Regions from separate parts of the Mus musculus genome. Here region 1 is linked to region 2. The links are chromatin contacts, called in public HiCAR-type maps. All regions are on one chromosome and are shown on one strand. The core of a region is the stretch at or near the end of the contact, and the rest is flanking DNA. Distances in the headings are between cores, read along the strand shown. Region 1 overlaps Wscd2 (WSC domain containing 2). Region 2 has its middle 44 kb from the start of Gm30812.

What was found. HiCAR-type assays count read pairs that join an accessible place to other places.
Region 1: a HiCAR-type map of embryonic stem cells shows a contact between it and region 2, with 3 times the contacts expected there. The contact joins two enhancer-like sites. A contact is called at or near these places in 2 of 484 Hi-C or Micro-C datasets (embryonic stem cells and nephron progenitors), 3 of 115 datasets of contacts at active chromatin or transcription factors (double positive thymocytes and embryonic stem cells) and 1 of 9 other capture datasets (liver).

What each region holds. Positions count from the first base shown.
Region 1 is chr5:113,578,976-113,582,062 of GRCm38.p6, forward strand. All of the region lies in intron 8 of Wscd2 (WSC domain containing 2), which reads left to right. Among named protein-coding and RNA genes, the nearest start is that of Gm42002, 23 kb to the right of the region's middle. Within about 2 kb of position 1,491, at least 19 of the 459 cell types and tissues checked have an H3K27ac peak or open chromatin away from gene starts, as enhancers often do. A contact at or near this core is called in embryonic stem cells, where this site is marked.
Region 2 is chr5:113,419,053-113,422,522 of GRCm38.p6, forward strand. No RefSeq gene overlaps it. Among named protein-coding and RNA genes, the nearest start is that of Gm30812, 44 kb to the right of the region's middle. Within about 2 kb of position 1,644, at least 9 of the 459 cell types and tissues checked have an H3K27ac peak or open chromatin away from gene starts, as enhancers often do. A contact at or near this core is called in embryonic stem cells, where this site is marked.

The DNA.
Region 1 (3,087 bases), core at 241-2,740, 160 kb after region 2:
GATATGATTACACAAGGTGAATTGTCCTGGATCTGTTTAATGAAACAGATCCTGTGTTTAATGACTCCGTGGGGAACTGGCACCAAGAAACCATTAATCAGGGCCTGGTTCCTCCTGACGACAAGAAGCTGGAGTGAAGACCGCCAGGCTGTGCACAGACAGGTGCACCCTGCGGCTCCTCAGGGTACCTTTGTTTCCAGATTTGTGGGTGCTGACCAATTATTACCAGGAGCCCTGAGCTAGCAGAGGGCTTTTTGTTTCTGTTCTCCTTTGCAATGGAGTCCTTTAGGAGCTTTGAGAGGTGGGGGTTGGAATAGTGTGGGCGCGCATCTGGTATGGGAGAGCTCGGGACAGCTAAGGGAGCTGCTATGCTTTTGTGGGGAACTCAGGCCAGCAGGAAGGCACATGTGGGGAGTCTCAGGAAAAGCTGGGAGCTGCCATCAGCAGGGATTGTCCTAAGCAGCAGTTACTCTTCTGCACCTGGTACTTCCTCAGGATCTTTGCAAAGCTTATCATCCTAAGATATCAAGGCTGCCTGTTTGCAAATCAGTACACAGAAACCCAAAGAGAGCAAATAGCACCAACAAGATCACCCAGTGCAGGTGGAGAAGAACAGGGTCTCCAGCCCTGGGCACCTGACTGCAGAGTCATCTATAGACAGCCCCCCTAGAACAAGAGCTGCAGGCGATAGGATCAGACGCTCATCTTGACACACCAGGCAAATGTCTTCAAGAGGGTTACATATGGCCTCACCTGAAGTCTAGATCTGTGGGGTGCTAGGTGACCTCACCTAGGGGTTCTTCTTGGATGGTAGTAGCTGTCCTGAGTCACCGAGGATACCAGGAGGTGATCAGAACTAGGGACAGGCTGACGGAGAGGGAAGGAGCCCCTGTGTATGCTTAAACTTTCCCTAATCTCCCAGATACATCTGGTCCTAACCCATTATAACAGTACGGGCCCAATTAGTCAGCTGCCTTGTAAATAATCTATTTGAAGAATAAAAAATAACCTGTCGTCAGCATAAATATTTCTCAAGCAGCCGCGGGATTTCAGGAGGGGACTGGGAGGGGCGTCTAAGGACAGCTCCGATGTGTTCTGTCAGGAACAGCAGCCCTTCATCACGGTGCAATTTAGCTGTTGGAAATTTCAATTTAGTTCAGCAGCGAATCCCCCCACCCCCAGCTCCTGCTGGGTATCAGGCTGTGGGAAGGAGCCAGGGATAAGGCTGGTCGTGGCAGGAGAGAATCAGGGCCAGAGTGTAAGACAAGGTGGACTGGATGGTGTTTCCCTGCTGTGGGACCTGTTCACTTTACCTGTCTGGGCCTCAGTTTCCCTCCTGGTGATGAACATACGGTAGTTTCCAATGGGGTGGTTGGTAAGGATCTGTCGCCTAGCAAGGGGATAGGATTGAGGAGGCTTGTAAGGTCCCCCAACCAAGCTGGAGAGACTCACCGGTCTCTTATGCGCTGCTCCCTCTAGAGGGACTGAGGAGAACTGCACCCTCTGCCATTTAAGCCCCCAGTGTGCTGCCTCTTGGAATTCTCCAGCTCTCCACTGCGTTGAGGCTGTTTGCAGCATCCCGTGCCCACCTTTGGCCGCCTCCCAGCTTCTCTCCCACCTGAGCCTCAGCAGCTCTCCCTGAGATCGGCTCTACAACTACCCCTAAGTTCATGCCATGTAACCTATCTAAGGCACCCTCCCAGTCAGGTGACTTTCTATCACATAGCAAGATGGCTGATGAGCACCCCCAAGAAGAGACAGTCCATGACAGTTTGAGTAGAGAGACCACAACAAGAGACTTAACAACAATCCTAACCCCACCCCCAGGGGCTCAGGGTGCGGTGGAGACAGATGCGTAAGCAGGGTGACCACACAGTAATGGCTCGCCCTGTGATCAGGAAGAATGAGGCCTGGGGAGCCCAAAGGAAGCCTGTGTGACCCCCCCCCCCGCCCCCCGCCAGGGGTGATGACGTCATACTTGAGAAAGCTCAATCAGTGAGGACAACAGCCACGAGTATTGAACAACTGCAGGGCTCAGGCCAATGTGAGCTCAGCCACGCCCTGTTTACAGCCCACCATTCCCTGTGAGCTGACCTTGCTTACAATACCTTGGTAGTAAAAGTCCCACTTGGCGCAGCCAGCCAGACCTCCCAGATCCTGCTCTGCCTCTCATTCTAAGTGATCTTAAAAAGCCCCTTGTTTATTCTATGCCTCAGTTTCCCATTCTGTTAAATGATGGCAAAGTAGTGATAGATACCTGTGGAGACTGAGTAGAGTTAACTCCTGCCTGCATCTATATAGTGAAAATACAATCACAATCCAGCAATACACCTTTATAATTAATATACTAATGGAAATCATAGACCTATGGTATGAATAAGTTACATAAATTATACATACCACAAACCTATTTTATAAGGCTGGGCATGGTGGCACATGCCTTTAATCCCAGGACTGAGGAGTCAAGGCAGGGGGATCTCGAGTGTGAGGCCAGCCTGGTCTACAGAGCGAGTTCTAAGCTAGCCAGGGCTACACAGCGAAACCCTGTCCTGAAAACAAAATCTATTTTATATATGTTTTATAAAATTTTCATAGTATAGTTTGGGAATATGTTGGAAGTACTTAGATATAACCTAATCTTTTAATCAGAATAGAGTCTTTGATGTGGTGCCTTCCTTTTTCTTTCTTTCTTCTTTCCTTCCTTCCTTTCTTTTTCTTTCTTCCTTCCTTTCTTTCTTTCTTTCTTTCTGTTTATGAAATCATCTAGTTTATCCTTTGAGGAAGGCTCTGTAACTTTAAATTTAGTTATCCCATTTAAAAGTATTTTACAATACTATGTGTTATTCATTAACTAATAGTCCAAATTGAATAAACAAATGTAAATGTTCACCAAAAAGTCTTACAACCATTATTGAATTTAGCAGGAACATTCCAGATAGACATAACTCTCTAAATAATTTTTAAATGACTAAAGCAATGACTGACTATTCAAAACACAAAGGCTTTGTTCAATTGGGGAACATTTAATCCCAGGTTTAAATGTCCATTTAGTCAAAGGATAAACAAAGGATTTGTTGTTGTTGTTGT
Region 2 (3,470 bases), core at 394-2,893:
CCCGGCTAGGGCCAGCAACTGCCCACAAGAGCTTGACGGAATCATTGAAGGCAGTCACTGAGGCCCTTGGTGTGGATTAACCGGGCTGTGGTGGAAAGAATTTATAGAGAACCATTAACCTAATGATATTGGCTCTCTGTAAACTCTTTAGTGCATCTGAGAGAAATTGATTTCATAAATCTTGGTAGGGAGTTCTAGTTGACCCACAGGGGGCCTGCCAGCCGGGCCAGGCTCTGTTGCCAGCCAACAGAACTCTGCCTCCAGTTGGGTAAAGGGTCTTGTGTGTCATCCCTTTGTAGTCTTCTTTCTATCTATCAGTCTAGAGAGTCACACAGATCAAATTGGGAAGGCCCCAGGACTTTGAAAGGAAAGGTTTCCCTGGTATCCAGGAGGACAGGTTCCAGGATTCCTTGCTGAGAGGAGAGTCCCTCACACATAGCTGTGGGGTTGCAAAGGGTAGCCCTACCTCCTACTACAGCCTCAAGCTATCTCCTGCTGGCTTCTCTCCACGACAACAGAGACAACAGAAATACGGGATGGATTTCTCTTGTGTGTACAGTGTGGAGAGTGATGTCTAAGATGCTGTATGGGTTCAACGCAGACACCTTCTTCTTTTTTTTTTTTTTCTGGAATAGTTCCCATCTTCCATCGGCAGACTCTGTGGCTGCAGAGATGGTAGACACGAAAGGCTGACTCCAGAGAGTGGGAAAGGCTGGTCCTCGCTGTGGACCTGGGTGTGACCTGTCCTGCCTGGGTTTCAGAGAGCAGAGTCTGGAAAAGAATCAACCATGTGGCAGGCTGAGAACAGCCCCCTTTGAGAGATGGGGTGGCAGGGAATGGAAGGGGAGAGAGGGGTCTCTTTCTGCCCTGGAGATGTAAAACAATAATGGGAGGAGCCATTAAGCAAGCCCAAGCTCAAAGACCCCTAGGGTAGCTGAGCAGATTCCTGACAGATAAGAAAGAGTGCTCGCTGCATAAGCAAGAAGACCTGAGTTCAAATCCCCAGGTCCCACATAAAAATCCAGGCATGATGTAACTCTGGTGCTGGGAGGAAGATGGTCATACCCAGGGGGATTCCTGGGGCCTCCTGGTCACCAATCCAGCTCCAGGTTCAATGAGAGACAAGGTCCCAAGGGATGAATCAGTATACCCATGATCTTCTGACCCCTGCACACGCTTGTGCACACATACTCACACACATGCATATATATACCACACACATGCCCCGCATATACTCACATGCTCACTGTGGAGCAAGTACAAACAGCTCAATGGAAAGAGACTCACTACTGTGAGGGGGAGGGGCTAGTGTACGTACCCTTATCTAAGAGACAGGGATTAGGTCCCTGTCTCAAATATCCACAAATATCCTTAAAACTCTTGCTATTTTGGTCAAAAATATCTTTCAGAAAATCTCTGGTCAGTGGTGGTATAGGAAACTTGGTGCAGGAATGGGGAAGCAGGCTCATTGCTATGTGGGGATGGGGGACTGTCTCTGAATGCTGCGTCCCTCACTCCGGCTTTTCTGAACTTGGAAACACTTCTCGAACAACTCAAGGTCAGCTGCCCCTCTGTGGCTTTCGGCTTTCCCAGAGCCATGCTCCAGACATCTGCTCCCCCCCCTGAGGAGTCAGACCACACACAGTCTCCTGGTGCTAGCCTGTAGCTAGGGTGGAAATCAATCACACCCCTCCGGCACCAGCCTCCTCAGCAGGGAGACGCTCCACCATTTTGTCTCTATTCAGAATCAATTTATCAAGGTATTGATGTTCTTGGATGGAGGGACGTGAACAAGACAGATGGACTCAGCTGGCTCCAGAGAGGGTGGGGTTTGCTTCAAGCAGCTGCTGGAAAGTATCATTGGATGCTTCTTCTCTGCCTGGGGAAGGGCTGGATGCTGGGCTGGATGGCTTGCTCTGGTAGACACTTCCTGGCTGTATCCCTGAACCCTACGTGCCCTCTTTCCTACATTCAACACATCCCATGCCAGCCACAGCTGGGCACATGTGGCCACATCTGGCCACATGTAGCTAATCACAGCTAAGCACGCTGTCTCCTGACCACAGGTCTGGACCAATGCTGGGTTCCTGAGCCAAGATGGCAACTAGAGCCTTCCTTGAAAACTCTCTCTCTCTCTCTCTCTCTCTCTCTCTCTCTCTCCTTGAGTCCAGGGGAAGGATGATTTTGCTGTTAAGGCCCCGCTGTCTTGACCATCAACATGAGGGGGATCACTGTGAAAATAAACCTCTGGGCAGTTCTTGAGAGACCGTATAAACTAGATTAGTTAGATGGGGACATTGAGATGGAGCCGCACCATCCCAAAGGCTGGGGTCCTGAACTAGATTAAGAAGAATGGAGCCGAGCCCCAGGGTCTCTCCCTGCTTTCTGACTGTAGATGCAGTGTAACCAGCCGTCTCTGTCTCCTGCCTCCATGCCTTCCCACCTCGATGGACTGTATCCTCACACCGTGATGGTATGCTTTCTGTCAGCTAACTTTTCACCACAAAGAGTTAAGTGACTAGACAGAAGGCTTCAAGGAGCAGATGGGTCCTGATGGCTGTGAGGGCCTAAAGGAGGAGACAGAGAGACAAGTAAGTCCCTGGCAGCATCTAGCCAGAACCGAATCTTGCTAGACCCGGGTGATTGGGAAAAGCAGAGTGTGCAGCAGACTGTAGAACCCCGGCTTGTTTAAATGGAGAGATTCTCCCCACATCACACTCGTACCAGTGAGAGAAGCTGGGCTCAGGTCAGCCTGGTTGTACAATTACAGAAGGCAGAAATAGAAGGTGTGGATAAATCTTTATTGGAATCAGCCCATGGTTCTAGATTGACACCCCAGGAGTTGGAGAGAATCTACCATTCATTACTGGCTGGAGCCGCAGAGGGAGTGGATTGACCCCAGAGCAGACTGGAGAAGGGAGCTGACCCCAGGCCTTGGCAGGAGGTCTGGGATGGAGAGAAGGGTAGGTGCAAGCTACTACATTTTGAAATCCAGGCCTTCGCTCCTGATGCAGTTCCTCCCTACCCTGCCTCACAGAACAGCCTGCCCCTCCCTGCTCCTGGATGCTGAAGGCCCTAAGTTTTGGAATTTACTTTGAAATGCTAATCACGGGAAGCAATGATCTTGATGTTGAGTCTAATTAAGGGCTGGCCTGGTTTAAACTTTGGAGGGCTCCTGCTTGTCTATGGCCGCACAGCGGGAGCCAGGGAGGATGTAAGTTTTATTAAATTGATGAGATGAATCAAACAGGCAAAGTGGCTGGGGAAGGTGGGGGCTAGAATCATGGAGCCGGAGAGCTCATTTAAAGAGCCCGCAGTGAGTGTCAGAAATTGAGAGCCAGCGACATCCTCTACCCAGGGTCCCTGGTTATGGCTAGAGGGTTGTGTCATGGGTCTGGTAACAGGGCCTGGCTTTATTAGAACTGAAGGCGGCACACGTAGACTGATTAGAGTGGTCAGCCGTGACTGAC